Regions from separate parts of the Hordeum vulgare genome. Here region 1 is linked to region 2. Evidence: chromatin contacts called from public Hi-C data. All regions are on one chromosome and are shown on one strand. Each heading gives the region's core, a stretch centred on a gene start, on an enhancer-like site or on the middle of the called end of the contact. The rest is flanking DNA. Distances are from core to core; before and after follow the strand shown.

Evidence for each region. A called contact is a pair of places that touch in the nucleus more often than the background predicts.
Region 1: a contact with region 2 is called in a Hi-C map of seedling, with 3 times the contacts expected there. The contact joins the promoter of LOC123448713 here to the promoter of LOC123448710 in region 2. A contact is called at or near these places in 2 of 6 Hi-C or Micro-C datasets (leaf and seedling).

The regions. Positions count from the first base shown.
Region 1 is chr4H:396,706,668-396,713,015 of MorexV3_pseudomolecules_assembly, forward strand. LOC123448713 (eukaryotic translation initiation factor 2 subunit beta) reads right to left here and starts at 3,506. Exons shown (of 10, transcript XM_045125688.1): 1 at 3,397-3,506; 2 at 3,211-3,310; 3 at 2,302-2,407; 4 at 2,169-2,224; 5 at 1,703-1,754; 6 at 1,516-1,616; 7 at 1,075-1,220; 8 at 802-944. The coding sequence starts at 3,255.
Region 2 is chr4H:396,408,391-396,414,367 of MorexV3_pseudomolecules_assembly, forward strand. LOC123448710 reads right to left here and starts at 4,368. Exons shown (of 7, transcript XM_045125685.1): 1 at 3,925-4,368; 2 at 3,705-3,779; 3 at 933-1,013; 4 at 711-785. The coding sequence starts at 4,353.

The DNA.
Region 1 (6,348 bases), core at 2,256-4,755, 300 kb after region 2:
GCTTATAGGAAATCAAAAGCAGCTGAGATTACTATTCCACGTCCAGAAGCTCTAGGTTATGATTGGACGATCATGCCACAAGAAAAATATAAAGCTCATTCACAGCAGGTGACCATCATACTTCATACGCCATAGTTACGTCTTTCTTACTGGGGCCATTAGAGATTGGGAGTTAACTTGCAAGGATTATTTGGCATCATGGTGCCTTTTAATTTCAGATAAAACTACCAACCTTTATATTCAACGCAGAACACTGAAGTTCAATGCCTCTTTAATTCACAGGATTTTGAAAACGCAGGAATAGGAAAACTAGAGGGTTGGAGTGGCATGTTCATTTGAACCCTATATGATTAGTAAGGAGTGTTTGATGCCAATGGAAAAACAAAGGAATTGTAAAAAGAGATTGGAGTGGATGTTAGATTTCCTATGAAATGTAGTACAAAAGATTCCATAGGAAAAGTTCCTATGGGATTCAATCCTATGAATCAAAGGACCGATGTAGAAAAAAATCCTAAGGATTTCAATCCTCCAAAAATCCTATAGAATTCCTTTGAATCAAAGGAGCCCTAAAGTTGGTACGATTCCCTTGATTCCACAGGGTAAAATGGCCACGCACAACAATAACTAAACCTTAAAAATTGAAAAATTGAAAACAAAAACAACTGTAGTGATTTTTTAGCAACACAGCTGCAGGCTGAAATATTTAATTTGATGTTATGCTTACACGTAAAAAGCCAGGACTTCATAAACTTTAGCCAAAAAGGAGCAGAAACTAGGTCAAGGAATAATAAGGAAACTTACTGATGTATCTCCTGAGTATAGCTTCAAAGTTCTTCGGGGCAAATCTTCCTTTGATAACTAACCTTTGTTGCCCATCAAGGGATCCACTTGTTCCCATCTCAGCAAGTAAAAACATCATCACATGTTCAGGTTGCCTATGCATTCTGAAAAGTGGAAATATCACTTAAGTTAGCTCATGATAGCCTTACAATTTTCAAATCAAATTTAAAATATTCAAATAAAACAAAGTAACAGAAAACAATATCATATGGGGCAAAAACAAAGAAGAATTACGTTTTGCACAAGTCCATGAAGTTCACAAAAACTGTCTTCTTTGTGCCTTCCCTAAGAACTTGAGGAGGCCGCATAACTGTTCTTCGTCTATCACCAGCAAGATCTGGATTATTCTCACGCAGGATATTGAAGACTCTGCCAAGCAGCTGTAACCAAACAGCTTGATGATTAGATTTCACCAAAATGAAACTGAGCACTATCCAATATTCTCGTCATGTACCAATAGCATCTAATAAATAAATAACAAAGAACTAAATCAAAAAGCACACAGAAAGAACTTAAGAACGCTTCTCAATATGCACTGTAAAGCAACTGAAATGAAATGATTAAACAAATGATCTTTAATATTAGTTTGTTCGCAGAACTAATGGTCTGTCATTTGTCAACATTCAATAATAGGATAGTAAAATGTTAATTAAACAGACATGGAAGTACAATTACCTCATCGTATTTGTAATCTCTATCAGTTCCTTCCCATGGGTATTGGGTTGCTCCACCCAGCACAATCCCTTCTCCTTGTTCATCCTCTCCGACTTGATCATCTGGACATTACATACATGCTCAGATACAACAGCGAACGTAATGAAGATAAATAAAATACTGACAATCAATATATCAATATATTTACCAAGAGTGTCTTCACCATCTCCAGCCTCAACAAGCGATGGATCAAGTTCCACCTGAAATTTGAACATCGGTGAGTTAGAGCAAATAGCAAGACAAAACTGATAGTCCAAACAGTATTTTCAACAGTGATGAACCCTGAGGCTTGGGCATTGTAGTGGCTTATTGCATTGGCATCTCATTAGGTTTGGCATGAGAAAGGAGAACATGACAACATAATCTAATGTCATATACTCCCTCCGTTCCTAAATACAGGTCTTTTAGAGATTTCACTACGGACTACATACGGATGTATGTAGACATACTTTAGAGTGTAGATTCATTCATTTTGCTCCGTGTGTAGTCCATAGTGAATCTCTAAAAGGACTTGGGGAGTACAAAATAGATAATAGACATCTCACAACTTTTTCAAACAGCATTGGAAATAAGCAAAACACAGCAGAGGCACAAACTCAGCATAATGAACTCACAACTTTCTTCTTTTTCTTTTTCAATCCCGCGAAGCTTGGCTCGCCAGATTCAGTGACTGAAAATAATGCAGAAAACTTTCAGCAACAACAGGCAGCAGATAATGAGATCTTTTTTTTGCATCAATACACAGACCTGACAAGCCCTCTGTCTTCTCTGCCAGCTTATCAACCTCATCAGCTGGATCTTGGATGACGACCTTCTTCTTCTTCTTCTTCTTGGTTGGATCAAAAGGTGCAATCTGCAAAACATCATAAACATTATCAATAAATGTGCACAAGAGACAGGAAATACAAGCATGGCACAACAAATATATAAAACATTGGAATACAACTATTTGGAACCAAACTAAACATAATACTAATACTAATAAACAGTGAAGCACACTGTCTTCTTCCCACCTCTTCATTCAATGAAGGGATTCCCCTACTGTTTGCCCGTCAAATAAAAACAGTGAAGTTATCCAGTAATTTCAGTACAAGGCAACATTATGGTGACATATAATTTCAAATGTTAGCATCACACTTTTGTTTCCATGATAGTCATTGGCAGGGATGCATAACAACACCAATATCTCCAACATGAATTGTTTACCTGGTCTGATGCAAAAATCTAGGTCATCTGATAGAAAAATCTACTTACAGCATAGGCAGACATTAAGAGTTCAAATGTCCTAAAAAATCACGTACTACTGTTTAATGCTACACGAGCTTCAAATCCTATGCTTAATTGTTAAGTCTCGTACGTTTAGCAAATATAAGAATTGCTGCCCGTAGAGCGAACCATGGCAGTACCGCATCTGACTACACGTCACACAACCACCATTGGCTTAGCAGCTTAAATCGCTCTTGCAGATTAGACATCTTCAACCAAAGCATACAAATCGACAGATGGACCCCATCGTCTCGAATTCACAAACCAGACAAACAGCAGGCACGAAATTATATCCGTTCCCCTTGGTTTGGCAGCCTAGTCGCCGTCCAAACCAAAGACGAATCCGCCGAAACAGACGTGCAGAGAGAAACCGATAAGAGAGCGTTTCACCTCGGTGGCCTCCTCCTTCCGCTCCATCTGCTCCTCGTCCGCCATGGTGACGCTGGCCTTCTTCACCCCCTCTTCTGCTGGCGGCGCGACGGCTCTAAACCTAGAAAGGAGGACGCAGGAGCCGGATCAGATCGGGTTGGATGGGAGAGAGACGGATTCTCGGGTGAAAGGGTTTCCAACTCTTACAGCGAGAGGGAGAGGCGACGGCGGCGGGGGCGGGGCTCCGGGTAGGGTTTCAGTCGTCCAGAGCTCTTTCTCTCTCCCACTTCTTTTGCCAGGCGTTTATCTCAGACGAGAGACGATGGGCCGTATTTGTAGACCCTAGCCTGACTTCTTTTTTTCCGGGCAACGGAAAACCTAGATGCGGCCTTGGCCTTCTTTTACAGACCTTTTCTTTTTCAATAGACAGTATGCTTCAAATTCAGTTCTTCAAAGAAAAAAAAAGTATGCTTCAAAATCAAAGAAAAATGGTTAATCGATAAATACCGCTGTAATTTTTGTGATTCCCAGAAATACCACTACAACATTTCTAGAACTTAAAACGTCACTTCAATTGTCACATCCATAAATGTCATTGCAGACATTTGAGCTTGGTTCTAGTCAAAACATGACAATTTATTTATCTTGTATTTCCCCCAATGATGAAATCCCCCCCCCCTCTCCTAAAGAAGAGAAAACGAATCCTAGTAGATTTAGGTCAATCCCCTCGATCCAATTCTCTTTCTTCCTCCTTGCACGCTCATGTCGTTGTCACCCCGCATCTCCAATTGTCATCGTGCTCATCAGCACTACTTGATATGTCTCAAACATATGTTTTCTAATTGTTTTACGCTATTATAATATTTAATTTCGAATACTTTTTATACCAAATTATATTATTTTTCTCGAGTAGCCTATTAATTAGGTGCCCATAGTTAGTTGTTGTTTTCTGCATGTTCTCGACTTTTTAGAAAATCCATGTCCACATAGATCAAAAAACGAGTTGTTGTTTTGTGCATGTTGTTGACTTTTCAGAAAATCCATGTCTACAGAGGTCAAAAATCCGGAGAATGTAATATGATTTTTTTGCATCATGAGGAGTCCAGAAAGTGTCGAGACCTGCTAGGGGACCCACGTAACTAGGTGGTGTGGCCACGGGTGGACCCGCACCACTAGGCCATGTTGGGCCATGTGCATAATCTCTCGCCCAGTCTTTCACCTATAAATCCTAAAATCACGAAACACTTTGTACCAAATTTCTTTGATTTTTTCCGCCGCCGAAAGTTGTTGCTCTAAAGAGATCCGATTTGGAGGCTTGTTCCGACACCATGCGGGGGAAGAAATCTATCATCAGAAGCTTATTCATCAGCCTTGTTGCTTCCATGACCATATGTGAGTAGTGTTGAAATATACCCTAAAGGCAATAATATTATACAATTATATTTCCATATTCATAATTAAGAGTTTATATTCTATGATATAACTGCTATGATCCTCGAATATGCGATTAAGTGGAAAACTCATATGCACGTGTGGAATGATAAATGGTTAAATAGAGATCCCTAGTCTTGCCTCTTAGACTTTCTCAAGTGTTGTTGGTGATTGATGACCCACAAGTATATGGGATCAATCGTAGTCCTTTCGATAAGTAAGAGTGTCGAGCTCAACGAGGAGCAGAAGGATCTGACAAGTGGTTTTCAGCAAGGTAATATCTGCAAGCACTGAAATTATCGGTAACAAGTGGTTGTGTGGTGAGATGATTCGTAGCAAGTAGCAAGTAATAAAAGTAACAACGGTGCAGCAAAGTGGCCCAATCCCTTTTGTAGCAAGGGACAAGCCTGGACAAACTCTTATAGGAATAAAAACGCTCCCGAGGACACACGGGAATTTCTGTCATGCTAGTTTTCATCATGTTCATATGATTCGCGTTCGTTACTTTGATAGTTTGATATGTGGGTGGACCGGCGCTAGGGTACTGCCCTTACTTGGACAAGCATCCCACTTATGATTAACCCCTCTCGCAAGCATCCGCAACTACGAAAGAAGAATTAAGACAAAGTCTAACCATAGCATTAAACTAGTGGATCCAAATCAGCCCCTTACGAAGCAACGCATAAACTAGGGTTTAAGCTTCTGCCACTCTAGCAACCCATCATCTACTTACTACTTTCCAATGCCTTCCTCTAGGCCCAAATAATGGTGAAGTGTTATGTAGTCGACGTTCACATAACACCACTAGAGGAAAAACAACATACAACACATCAAAATATCGAACGAATACCAAATTCACATGACTACTTACAGCATGACTTATCCCATGTCCTCAGGAACAAAAATAACTACTCACAAAGCATAATCATAATCATGACTAGAGAGGTAATGAGTAGCATCAAAGATCTGAACATAAACTCTTCCACCAAGTAATCCAACTAGCATCAACTACAAAGAGTAATTAACACTACTAGCAACCTTACAAGTACCAATCGGAGTCGCGAGACGGAGATTGGTTACAAGAGATGAACTAGGGTTTGGAGATGAAGATGTTGATGGTGATGAGTCTCCTCCGATGAGAGGAGTGTTGGTGATGACGATGGTGATGATTTTCCCCTCCGGGAGAGAAGTTTCCCCGGTAGGATCGTCCTGCCGGAGCTCTAGATTGGTTCTGCTCAAGTTCCGCCTCATGGCGACGGCGAATCCTCCGAAAAGCCTCCTCTTGATTTTTTTTCGAGACCGAAACCCTTCTTGTAGCAAAATAGGGGGGCCAGTGGGCCAGCAGGGAGCCCACAAGCCCCCTAGGCGCGGCCAGGGGGTGGCCGCGCCTAGCAGGCTTGTGGCCACCTGCTGGCGCCCCTCTCGCACTTCTTCGGCCCAGTATTTTTATAAATCCCAAAAAAAATCCACGTTGATTTTCACGGCTTTTGGAGTTGCGCAGAATAGGCATCTCAAACTTGCTCCTTTTTCAGGCCAGAATTCCAGCTACCGGCATTCTCCCTCTTCATGTAAACCTTGCAAAATAAGAGAGAAAAGGCATAAGTATTGTACCGTGAAGTGAAATAACAGCCCAAAAAGCGATAAATATCAACATGAAAGCATGATGCAAAACGGACGTATCAACTCCCCCCAAGCTTAGACCTCGCTTGTCCTCAAGCGAAAGCCTAG
Region 2 (5,977 bases), core at 3,118-5,617:
TCCCTTTCAATGAACATTGCATAAGATAGTATTGCGTAGAGTTTAGCTCATACTCTCCCCGCACTGGCCCACGCATGCAGGTTACTTTAGCCATGGGCAAAACAATTAAGGATTGTAGTTTAAATTCACTTGTCTTGCTCCTAGGCGCTCGTGATATATTCTCTAAAATTATGTGTTCACTCTCCAATGAGAAACATTGGGAAGTAAATGCATTTATCCATGAGAGTACTGGTAAATGGGGGCATAACAGGAAGCATGCAAGGGAACGAACATGCTTACAAATTGCAAAATGGCATACAAAACAACCTAGCACTTTACATTTTAAGGCTGATGTCCTAAGCTATAAATATGTAATAAAATCAGGAAAATAAGACCTTGTTTGAGTCTACCTCCTCCGTTCCTAAATACGAGTATAAATCTTTGTAAAGATTCTACTAGTAGACTACATACGGATGTATATAGACATATTTTAGAGTATAGATTCACTCATTTTGTTCCGTATGTAGACTTCTAATAAATCTCTTAAAAGACTTATATTTAGGAACGGAGGAAGTACAAGTCTTTTTAGAGGTTCCACTATGGACTACATACGGATGTATATAGACATACTTTACAGTGTAGATTCACTCATTTTGCTCCGTATGTAGTCTTTAGTGGAATCTCTAAAAAAACTTATATTTAGGAATGGAGGCAGTATAAAGGTAACATACCAAGCCATGCAGCCCAACTAGCTTAAATTCGTTCTCAACCACAGATTCATCCTCAACAAGCACAACATCTCCAACCTACAAAAGCAATTAGTACCTTGCATATCATTATGACTGAAGTTTCTGCTGCACTACTAATAAAAATATATACTTCGTTATTCCAATGTGGATAACAAGAATAAAGGGTACATAGAACAATAAATCGAGCACTGTCGAATATTCAACCTGATATATATCCTCAAAAAGGAATTTGTCCGCATCTCCTGAAAGCAAGCTTGGCCTCACTTCAACCAATGCAACAACCCACTGGAGAGAAATTCAAATAGAATAAAATCAAGAAAAAGTGGCATTGATCTTACAAAATGATTATTACCACGAAACGTAACACTTCCTAAATAGTTATGTCATCTTTCCTATCTTATGAGCACTAATTGCTGAGGCGCAGTTCATCCATGCTTCCCACTTCTATTCCAACACTCCTAGGAAATATCTAACAGAAAATATAGAAGGTAACTGTAAATACGATGAAGTTTTTCCACAAACTAACTCAACCACCTCCAGAAAAATCTCTAATGGAAACTAAGCATGATGCGGAGCACAATGTAAAGATCTAAGCTGCTCCGAGAGTAACTCAGATGGCTACGACAGCGTAGAGGAAACTGTGACGACGGCAATAACTTAACATGATCAGTTATATATTTCCATCTGTGGCAAAGCACATGTGTTTTGCTACCATATGATAATGGATAACTCGGAATAAAAGATTGTTCAACTGTGGCAATTGACTACAGTATTTTTGCTACTAGGAAAATGTTTGGTTTAAACATACAAATCCTAAGAAGGGAAAGGTTCGTATCAAAACATAAGAGGATTTCTCCAAAAGAAAAAAGAGGAAGGTGGAGCATGGTCTATGATAGTAAACTAGATCCAATACCAGCTTTGATCTATGACTGTAAACTAGGGTAGAACCCACAAGGTCAGGCATGTCCTCATTGCAGCGTTATTACAGGTTGTTTATACTCGGAGCAATAATGTGACCTTAACTCATATTTGCCAACACCAAATAATATATTCGGGAAGTTACTTCAGTTACTTGTGGGCTATTTCTTTAATGAAGGTGCAAATCATAAAGCAAGGGCTATTTGGATTCATCAGCGAGGATCTAGATTGCACCGATATGGATATGTAAATACGGCAATTCTGAAAAGTGCCAATACGGGGATCCACTTGACTACTTTTTTAAACAATAAAAAAGATATGGTATCAATAAGCATAAAGCCATTTAGCATATATTTAGTCAGTGCAGTCCATTATCTTCTATCAGTGCAGTCCATTATCTTCTATCTTCTTATCCATGATTTCAACAAAAGCAAGAACCAACAGCCAACAAGTTCATGTAAAATTTCAGTTAGAGGGAAAGGGAGGAGGAAATCAGCAACCTTCCGTAAGATAGAATTCTACAGGAGGGAGCAGGAGCACCGGGGAAAGGCGCCCACCACCGGCACTAGTAGAGCCTGAGAGGTATCTGGGACGTATCGGGAAAGAATCAGTATCGGATACGGTATCCGATAAGGGTACACTGGTTGCTGGAAGTATCGATGTTTTCATGGCAAGGATATTGCCAGAAAATACAGGTAATATTGATGATTGATACTGATGACAAGTAGGCTGAGCTTCGCTGGCTGAGGAAGATGAAGAGGATGCAACAACAAACAACAATAACAAAGCCTTTAGTCCCAAACAAGTTGGGGTAGTCTAGAGGTGAAACCCATAAGATCTCGCGACAACTCATGGTTCTGGCACATGGACAGCAAGCTTCCACACACCCCTGTCCAAGATGAAGAGGATGCATTCTATTTTTAATCCATCTTCATTTTTCACGTACGGATAGGTTGGCACCAGGAACACTCCTGGTTCAGTGGGCCTTAAGAAGTCAATTGCAAAAAAAAAAAAAAAAATGTTTTCCGGTTGCTATGATAAGCTGGGAAATTTCCTTTAATAAATCAAAAACATATGTGTACGCGTGAATCTTAGATTAACCGAGCTTAGTTGGGTTGTGAATTCTAGTAGAAAAAGGGACTACAAGAGAAGATGAATGGTGAAGCTTTGTCTGACACCCTAGGCTAAAATCTGAACACAAAGCCCATCTTCGTAGCCGCTTTCACAACAGGTGTTATCCATTTCTTGCCTCCCCCTCACCTAGCATAGTCGGTCAAGCACAGCCTATCACCCTCCAGTCCCCCTCCCCCCTAGTGCGGCTGGCCACAGGGAGATTTGAAAACCACATCAGAACTTGCGCCAAGACATACATTATTTGAATAATATATGTATTCATCCATTCATTTATATTCATAGCAACATATCATCAATCATATCACATGCACTTGCCTTTCAGTTCAGGCACTAAATCATCAGGAAGAAAAACCAGTGTACTTCTCAATTCACTACACCTATGTACAAAATTTAGGAGTAACAGAAATGAGAAGAATCTGACAAGTGATAAATGAAAAGAAGACAAATACTACTTTTCACAACAAACTTGTTGTTTTTGTTTCTTTTAATTGGAAGTTGAAACTTCAAACGCACTCTAGAGGCTAACATCATCAAATACTTTCGAAACTTCATGATGATTTGGTGCTCAAACCATAAGTGGGTGAATGCCCATGTTTCCTAATGAATTATTTTAGTGCTCGTTAGTCATAATGCTAAATGACCCTTTAAAGTATTCAGTATCGCCTAAGCAAGGATGTAGCTGACCCTCTGTATGTCACAGTTTACGCATTATGGGAAAGCACCCACAGCTAATTGATCTGATATACGACAGCGGAATCCAAACTTCATGGAGGAAAGGCCCCGTTGGCAGCTAGGAAATGTGTGCCAATAGAAGAAGAGGAAATCACACCCACATCTGCCAATCACGCTAGAACATTAACACATTACACATTACACTAAACATATCACAGATATGACTTAAGCCCAGATAGAACAACAGCATACATTTGGTCTCGTGGTCGTGAACTCGTGATGACAGATAACACGGTAAGGCATTGCGTCATGATGGTAGATCGTGCCCTTCATGTAAGATGCGGGAACAACTAAATTAACAGACCACCACGAGGATGTGAACCGTAATTTGCAATCGCCACTCGTGAACTGGCCAAGTCACATCAGATGGCTTGGCCAAACGAAAACAGGTGCAGGGAGGAGGAGCCCGTACCGACGAGGCGTCGACCCACAGCTGAGACACGAACCCGAGGCTCCGCGCTGAGCTGACGCTGATCACCTGCTTCGCTAGCAGCCCCGACCGCCTCGCCATTTGCCTCCCCGTCCTCCTCCCGCTGCTACCAATCCTCTTCGGCTCCCTCTCGTCATCTTCCTCGTTAACAACCTCGTCTCCTCCTCCCCCCGTCACATCCACAGAGACCACCGCCTCCTCCTGCTCCTCGAGCTCCCGCTTCAGCGCCAGGAAGTCGAAGCTGGACGGCGCCGGCGGCGGATCGTCCCTTGCGGCCGCGCGCGCGACGAGGGCGCAGCGGAGCAGTGTTGGTCCGTGCGCGGAGGCGGCGCTGAGCTTTGGGTTTAGGTTTGGATGTGGCGCTGGCGCGGGTTTGCAGGGTGGGTGGGGGAGGGGCGCGCAGGAGCACATCGTTGGAGGGTCAGGAAGTGGGGAGTTCGAACTCGGAGACGATCGGATGAGACAATGGGATTGCGTTTGGAACCAGTCAGGCCCGGTAGGAAAAATTGACAAAAATGACCCCTGGGACGAAAGAACTCACGGATTGACTCCTTGGAAGAAATAATTCACCGGCCTGACCCTTTTGTGTGGCGCCCGACACCTAGGCGCCACACTGTACTGTGTGACGCCTAGAGGTTAGGCGTCACACCCCCGACCACGTGGCAGGGAGGGCCCCACCCCCAGGCAGTGTGACGCCTAAGCCTCGGGCGTCACACATTGTAATGTGTGGCGCCTGACCCTTAGGCGCCACACACTGACTTACAGAGCCACGGGCCAGCCCCCTCCCCACCCCCTTCCCCACCCCCTCCCTCATTCCCCTCCCCCAGCCCCTCTCCCAGCCATTGCCCCCTCCCTCAAATCCTTCTCTACATCACCAAATCTGAAGGTTTGGAGCGGGCATTTGTTGTCCAATCACTCCCCTAAGGTAATCCCCACCTCTTCCCTCATTCTCATCCAAAGGAATATCTTTTGTGTTCTTTTTTTTGCAAATTTGAGGAAACCCTAGTTTTTCATGAAATGTGGGATGTATATCATATTGTTTTATTGTTTGTATGTTAGGATAAGGGGTATGATGGGGTTAGGATTAGGGTTGTTTGGATGTGTGCATTATGGTTGTTTTAGGGTTAGGCTAGGGTTAGGCTATGGTTATGCTAGGGTTAGGGATGTTTGGTTGTGTTAGGGTTATGAGGGGGTTAGGGTTATTTGGAAGTTAGGCTATGGTTATTGTAATTGTATGATTGCTCATAAAAAGGTTCTATGTTTTGTTGTTTAGGTATGAGAAGAACATGTGTTTATGTTCATCACGTGGACAAGGATGCCTTTTTAAAAGGCAATATTGGTCCGGACCCGGATGAGCTTGACATGGTGTTCGATTTGTGTCCTAGCTATGCTGAATTGTTGGAACAAGTTCGAAAGGATTTGAATTGGATGGACCCTAGTGATGTAGTTGAGTTTGCTGGTAGGCATAATGTGGGATTCGGAATGCACATTCGTTGGAAGACCATGCGTGTCAACTCCGAGCAACGTTGGCTTGCATACAAGGATACGGTGGCAGAATCACTAGACAAGGCTCTAGAGTTATTTGCCATGAAAACAAATGTTCCTAACTTGTTGGATTTGAACCGGGTTTCCTCTTCGATTGTTGAAGCTATTCCTGCAACCATCAACGAAGAGGCCAGTATTGAACCTCTTTCTTGTGTTTATGAGGCTAACGAAGAGGTCAACATTGAACATGAACCATTGGTAGAGGCTAATTATGAGCACTATGATGATGGTAATGTTCTTCATGACAACAATCTTGGTGATTTGGACAAATATAATTTGCAAGAGACAATGGACCATTCCATTCCGTACTCACGTGGGTATGCCTCTGAGTCTGACGATGAGGGTCCCGATGAAGAAGTTGATGAGGAAGGGTTCACGGCAAAGGAGGCTGAAGCTTTCACGAAGGTATTAAAGCGTGATCACCGGACACCATTGTTCGAGGATCTTAGCATTGCGGATGAAGCCGTGGTTGACGGAGGCGAAGGCATAT